Regions from separate parts of the Mus musculus genome. Here region 1 is linked to region 2. A link is a contact called in public promoter capture Hi-C data. All regions are on one chromosome and are shown on one strand. The core of a region is the stretch at or near the end of the contact, and the rest is flanking DNA. Distances in the headings are between cores, read along the strand shown. Region 1 holds the start of Tbc1d12 (TBC1D12: TBC1 domain family, member 12). Region 2 holds the start of Rpp30 (ribonuclease P/MRP 30 subunit).

The links. Promoter capture Hi-C pulls out the DNA fragments that hold promoters and counts their contacts.
Region 1: a contact with region 2 is called in a promoter capture Hi-C map of hippocampal neurons, with 2.9 times the contacts expected there. A contact is called at or near these places in 2 of 39 promoter capture datasets (hippocampal neurons and pre-B cells) and 1 of 130 datasets of targeted methods (astrocytes).

What each region holds. Positions count from the first base shown.
Region 1 is chr19:38,834,697-38,838,055 of GRCm38.p6, forward strand. It overlaps Tbc1d12 (TBC1D12: TBC1 domain family, member 12), which reads left to right and starts at 1,883. Exons shown (of 13, transcript NM_145952.4): 1 at 1,883-2,750. The coding sequence starts at 2,011.
Region 2 is chr19:36,082,140-36,085,619 of GRCm38.p6, forward strand. It overlaps Rpp30 (ribonuclease P/MRP 30 subunit), which reads left to right and starts at 1,577. Exons shown (of 11, transcript NM_019428.3): 1 at 1,577-1,679; 2 at 2,927-2,982. The coding sequence starts at 1,598.

The DNA of each region.
Region 1 (3,359 bases), core at 633-3,132, 2.8 Mb after region 2:
TGTTTTTAGTTTTTTGAGACAGGGTCTCTCTGTGTAGCCCTGGCTGTCCTGGAACTCATTGTGTAAATGAGGCTGGCCTTGAAATCAGAAACCTGCCTATATCACCTGAGTGCTGACATTAAAGTCGTGCACTACCACCACCTAGTCAAGTTGTCTTTTAAAATATTGAATTACAATTTTTTTCTTGAGATAAAAGTTTGCTGTGTAGCTCATGCTATCCTCAGATTTGCTATGTAGCCCAGGCTGGTCTTGAACTTGAGATTCTCTTTTGCTTCACCCTAGAGAGTTCTGTAATTACAGATGCTTTCTACCACACTGGCTTATTTCTGTATGTATTCTGGGTACTGTCCCTGTAACTAATACAGGATCTATCTACTCTCTCTCTCTCTCTCTCTCTCTCTCTCTTTCTGGTTTATACACATTCTTTGGTTTTTCCTTTTGAAAGATGTTTTGTGTATGTATGTTCAGGTGTGTGTGTTCCTATGTATGAGGTAAGTATACACTCATATTTAGGGAGGAGAGAGTTCAACTCAGCTGTTACTCCTTTGGGACTGCCCATCTTATTGTCTGAGACATGACCTCTTAATAAGATCTAAGGCCAGCTGCCTTAGCCAGGCCGGTTACCAGAGCATCCCAGGGACTGCCTCTCCAATGTTAGCTGTACAAGGGCATTCTACAAAGTGGCTTTTTATGTGAGTGCTGCGATACAGGAAAGGTCCTCATGCTTGCATGACAACGTGACCAACTGAGCTATCTTCCACCTTTCAAAAGATCTTGATAATAAACGCTTTTACTGCTTTGTTTTGCTAAGTATTCCATTCTATTTCTATACTTGCTTTCAGAGGCATTTGTAGAATGAATGGTCTCTAGTTACTGCATTATCCTACTACAACAATGTCTATTTGGGCCTTTTACAACAACTTCATCTCTTCTGAAATACCAACACTATTGGGTCTCTGCCCTATGCTCATTCTTCTATGGAGGTAGAGTCACTTGATATCCCCCGACCCCCTTTGTGGCTTACATAAATGGCCCCTTCGACCAAACCAGAACTTTAACCCAAGTTTATAACTCTCACTATGTTAGTTAATTCCAATGTCTTTCCCCAATCCAGTTTCCTGTTTCTTCACACCACAGCAATCTCATAGCCTTGTTATTCCTGGCTGCTCTCCTATCACTCCTGTGGCTAGTTATTATGTCTTGCGATTCACACATTAAATACATTTTATTTCCACTAAACGGTCATTATATCTTAATCCATTACCACAGGTTGCTGCAGTTATTTTTTTTAATATTTATTTATTATATGTAAGTACACTGTAGCTGTCTTCAGACACTCTAGAAGAGAGCATCAGATTTCGTTACAGATGGTTGTGAGCCAGCATGTGGTTGCTGGGATTTGAACTCAGGACCTTTGAAAGAGCAGTCGGCAATCTTAACCACTGAGCCAAACAGTCCTTCTCGCCCTGGCTCCATTTCATTTCCGTACCCAGGTGACACGACAACCAACAACCAACGTGTTAAAAAGTGTTAGGAGATCAGACTTTGGTAAACATGGAAGACTAAGTGGAAAAGATAGGTAAGGGGCTGTCATGTGGACAACGAAGCCCTGAACGGTTCCAGGAGTTCTTCACTGCTGTTAGAGAAGGTAAAAACTGTCAAGACAGGAGCACTTAAACTAACTTCCTTAGTTTCCTCTCACAAACAAATCGCCGTCAAGTGATATGGTTTATGCGAAGTGAGCCTTGCCCTCCCTTAGGCTAAGCACTGTCACCCGGGTGGAGGATCTCAGATTGTCCTCCCGGGTCGCTCTAGCTGCCGTCTCTATGGTTCGGGGACGCGCCGGGTCGCGGGCAGGCCCGGCCCCGCTGGTGCGCGTGCGCGATCCCAGCGCGTGCCCGGCCTCCGGCAACTGCCCCGGCCGCCGGGTGGGAGGGGTGGGTCCGGGGACGTCGCGGCGGCCGTGGCCGCGAACCCTGCACGCAGGGCAGTCCTCCTCCGCCGCCTCAGATGATGGGTCCCGAGGATGCCGGAGCCTGCTCGGGAAGGAACGCCGAGCTGCTCCCAGTCCCGGGGCCCATGGGTCAGGACGGGAAGACCGTCCCGGCCACCAGCGGCTTTAGCGGAGGCGCTGTCGCCGCGGAGCCGCCGGAGGAGGCTGGAGAGGAGGAGGCGCCGCCGCCGCGGCAGCTCCTGCAGCGGTACCTCGCGGCGGCCGCGGGCCCGCTGAAGCCCGGGCTCGGCGGGGCGGAGGCGGAGGCGGAGGAGGCGGCGGCGGCAGCAGTCCCCGCGGCGCGCGGCTCAGGCATGACCAACGGAGACTCGGGCTTTTTGCTGCGCCAGGACCGTCGCGGCCCAGAGGAGGCACGTCGCCGCCGAACCTGCGGCCGTCCCTGCCTGCTGGAGCCCGCGGACGAGGGCGTGGACGGTGCGGGTGGCCTGGACGACTGGGCCGCGCCGCTCGAGGACCCGCTGCGGAGCTGCTGCCTGGCGGCCGGGGACACGGACGACCCGGACCCCGCAGCCGCCACCCCTGCCGGGAGGGCCGTCGAGAGCGCGGAGCCCAGCCTCGGCCTCCCCGACGCCCGCTTCGGCTCTCGGAACACGTTCGAGGTGAGCCGCCGTCAGAGCGCCGGCGACCTCCTGCCCTCAGCGGGGCCGTCCGCACCCTTGCCAGCGGCAGAGCAGGGTCCCGGGGGCACCACGGCTCGGGCTCGACGGAGCGGTGGCTTCGCGGATTTCTTCGCCAGGTATCACACTGGCCGCGCGAGGGGCTTGGGCGGGGCCGGGAACGGGCTGCCTTCCAGCGTACGGAACAGGAACGTCGGGACTCAGCTTTGATCTGTCGCTAGGGTAGGGGGACCGGATGGCTTTGTGAGCTCCGGGCCTGGAGCCAGGATTGGTGTTACTCCGTCCCCAGGAAGCGTTGTGCTTCCAGGTCTGACCAGCCTCCCAATACTACACATTCAGTTTCTTCATCTGGAACATCAGATAACCACTGCCCTATTATTTTTTTGTAATTGTATTACTAGGATTTGGACTGGGCGGGCGGCAGTGTGTGGTGTAGAAGTCTGTGAAGTTTATTTGCTTGGAGTCTAAGCCCGTTCCATTAGTTTGGGGATTCGAGGTTTTTTTTTAAAAAAAAAAATAATTTAACTGCACACTTATTTTGTGTTAATGTGTGTGCGCACATGTATCCTTGCGTGGAGATCAAACAATCTTTGGGCTCTTCCTCTCCCATTCTCTGGATAGGGGGGATTCAACTCAAGTCAAGTCTAGTGGAAAATGTCTTTGCTATTTTGCGGGCTTAGTTTGGGGATTCTTAAATTCAGAAATGATTTTTTTTTTCTTTTTCTTTT
Region 2 (3,480 bases), core at 327-2,826:
CTAAAATTCTTATTTAGGTCCACTACACAATGGCTACTCGACTGACCAATCTAGATTTTGTGATCCTGTATGAAGACATCTCTCTACTACTATAAAAGTTAGAACTAGACATTCTGATGAAAGCAAGGGGTTTGTTTTGTACGGCCTTGGTCTGGTTGCAGACATTATTTTGTTGTTGTTTTGTTCTTGGAAAATATCAAGTATTGGAAACAATCATTTATGAAAATTAACCAAACATAGGTGTGGCAGTGCTCAGCTGTAATCCCAAAACCAAGGATACTGAGGCAAGATGATTGTGGATTTAAGTCCACCCTGGGCTACTAATAATACCACCTCTGCTACTGCCTCCTCCACCTCTTTCTCCTCCTTCTCTTCCTCCTCCTCTCCACCACCACCACCGCCATCATCATCATCTTTCAGAAATTTGTAGGAAATTAGTGATCATTACAGTAGTGTGGTCAGATGGAGAAGACTCCATATTCTTTGTGATTAGTACAGAAATTGAAAATGCTTCTAAACATTTCCATCACTTTGGTATAATCCCAACGGACAAGCTCATGAGAAGTGGACTTTTCTTATTTGAGAGACCAGCAGTTCAGAAGTCCTATTGAGTTGCACGAGGCTGGAGCTGCTTATTAGTAATGCGCAGAAGGGTTCGCATGCTAGGCAACTAAAGACTGAATGGAGAGGGGTAAAGGACTGGCCCTCTACATCAAGTAGATTAAAAATCGTGTTCTATGTTGTTGAATAATTGATCTGTCAATATTAAAGAGTTCATTTTTAAAAGGGTCATTTAAAAGTAGAAACATCAAATGATATGTGTATGTTTCTCATGAAAAACATTGTAAGACATGTTTTCATTTTTGCCCCTCCCAGTCAGTCCTCTGGCTAAAGGATGTGTTGGCGCTAAACCATCAGCTTTGAGAGCACTCTGCCATCTTGTGGTTGTAGTCTGTAACGGATTGTCTTAGCCCAAAGAGTTTAGATAATCTTAGCCACAGACCAAATACTTCAAAAAGGCCACTTTCAAAGAATGGAATGTACTGTGGAAATAGGAAAGAAAAATAACTTCCCATGTATCTTCATTTATTTGTTAGTTTAACTACTTTTGAGACTCTGTATTTCAGACTGGCCTGGTACTCTCGGTATAAAGAAGGTTGGCCTCAAACTCAGAGTTCTCTCTGCCTTCCCGGGTCTGGGATTAAAGGCGTGTATCACCACGCCCGGCTCCCCAGAGCTTTAAACAGGCTTCAAGACCTTAGAAATGTCTGCTTGACATCGGTATGCTCTATGGGTGCCTTTAAAATGAGTCACTTTGCATTGCTGTATGGTAGGAGCATGGGAGATTTGAGCCCCATCAGAGAGTACCAAAACATTCCCATTCAAATTATGAATAAGTAAGGCTATAGGTCCCAACACACTAACTTTGGCTGGATTCTAGGGAATAGGAAAGTCTCTGCAAGACGACCCAAGACGACTGAGAAAGAAAAACTACAAATCCCAGAAAGCTCAAGGAACAACCTAAAACTCCCAGCATGCCTGAGGGACAACACGGCGGCTGCGCAGACTGGCGCGCGGGTGCTCCTGGGATGTCAGCATGGCGGCGTTCGCAGATTTGGATTTAAGAGCGGGCTCAGACCTGAAGGCTCTGCGCGGACTCGTGGAGACTGCTGCTCACCGTGAGTCTACTGGCTTGGCTCTGTCCCCCACACCATCCAGCTTTGTTTGGTAGTTTTTTCAGGCCCCATTCCGGTCTCTCGTGTGATCTGCCTGACGTCCCTAAAGGCAGAGAATAGCTGCAGTATCACCCGGATCCCCTGGGTGAGAAACTCGGGCTCTTGACAAAGCTGTTGTTGTTTGTGTTTGCCCAGTCATTCGTGCAGAGGGAGAGAACGGAGGCCTAAGGGGTCGAGGCATTGGCATGGAGCCTGCGAGCTGATGAATGATAGGAACAGGGACTGGTCCCCTCAGCCAGTGCTTTTGGTATCAGCCCCTTTTGAGTCACACGGCATCTGTCAAATACAGAAAGCTGGGTCTCGGGCAGGAACTGCTGTGGGAGCTTAGAGAATGGGAAGGGCGTTACCTTATTTCTCTCGAGCATCTCAAGTGCCTTAAGGATGAACGTTGATCATGTGAGCTCTCACCTGGCATAGGGCCTGCCAAATAATAGATTCTCAAATCCCTTCGAGAGGAAGGAAAGTAGGGCGTTATTGGGCTGACTGGGAAGACGAAGGGCCGCTATTTTATCATTACCATGCATTATTCTTTTAATATTAATACACTATTATCCTGTCAGTATTTTAGGCAACTTAAAGACAAGAGTCGTGATTTAAATGTATTGGGGACAGGGCACTTGTCTGTTGTGATGGTAAGACAAGCCTGTAGTGTCCCTCGTCTGTTATTGTAGAGTACCTCAAAAGAGATGTGAGGGAGTCATCACTCCATTGCTCCGTAGGAAAGGGAGCAAATGTGAGGGGGATCGCAGAAGAAAGAAATGATAACAAAGGTGACAGAAAGACATAAAACTTGAGTCTTTAGCATTGTGTTAATATGAACCACAGCCTAAATATGTGCCTGGCTTCTAAATGTGGCAGCTAAATATGTGCACTCTTCTAAAATACTGGTGCTGTTTCACTTCATTTTCATGACACTTGAAAGTCCTGTCTGCTGTTAACATCATGGGACAGGTGAAGAACCTGAAACTTCACCTTAAGTCACAATAAACAGTAGGGCTCAGGATCTGCCTCCTACCCCACCCCCTTATTTTCCAGGTCTCGGAATTGAATCCAGGACTCTGTGTATGCCTAGCAAGCATCCTGACACTTAGCTACATCCCTATTGTCATGCCAGACTCTTGAATCTCTTATCAATATGATCATTGTGAACAAGAAAGTATATTTTTTAAATGATCTATTTTTCTTTTCAGTGGGATACTCAGTTGTTGCCATCAATCACATTGTTGACTTTAAGGAAAAGAAACGGGTAAAGTAGAATTTCTCATGTAACTGGTTGCTAAATACAAGTGTTTATAAATCCTTGTGTCTGTGTTGGGAATATGGATCTAGAGACAAGTGTACTAGTTAACTGTTCTTGTTGCTATGACCACATACCTGCAAAGCAACTTAAGGAAGGAGGAGTTTATTTTGCTTATCCTCTGACGGTATAGTCCATCATGGCAGTAGGAGCGTGAAGTGGCTGGTCACAGCTTCTCCTCAGTCATGAAGCAGAAAGAGACAAATGTTGGGGCTTCGCTCACCTCCTTCTTTAGTTAATTCGCTCAGGCTCCCAACCCGTGAAGTAGCACAGCTCCCGTTCAGGGTGGAAACACCATCATAGAAATAGACAGAGATGTGTTTCTGTGGTCATTCAAGGATCCTTCATCCTAAGCATGTTTCTCTTTTGCGGCAAGGTCTTATATGTCTCACTCTGGCCAAGGATGATGGCCTCCTGCCTCTGCCTTCCCAGTGCTGAGATTACAGG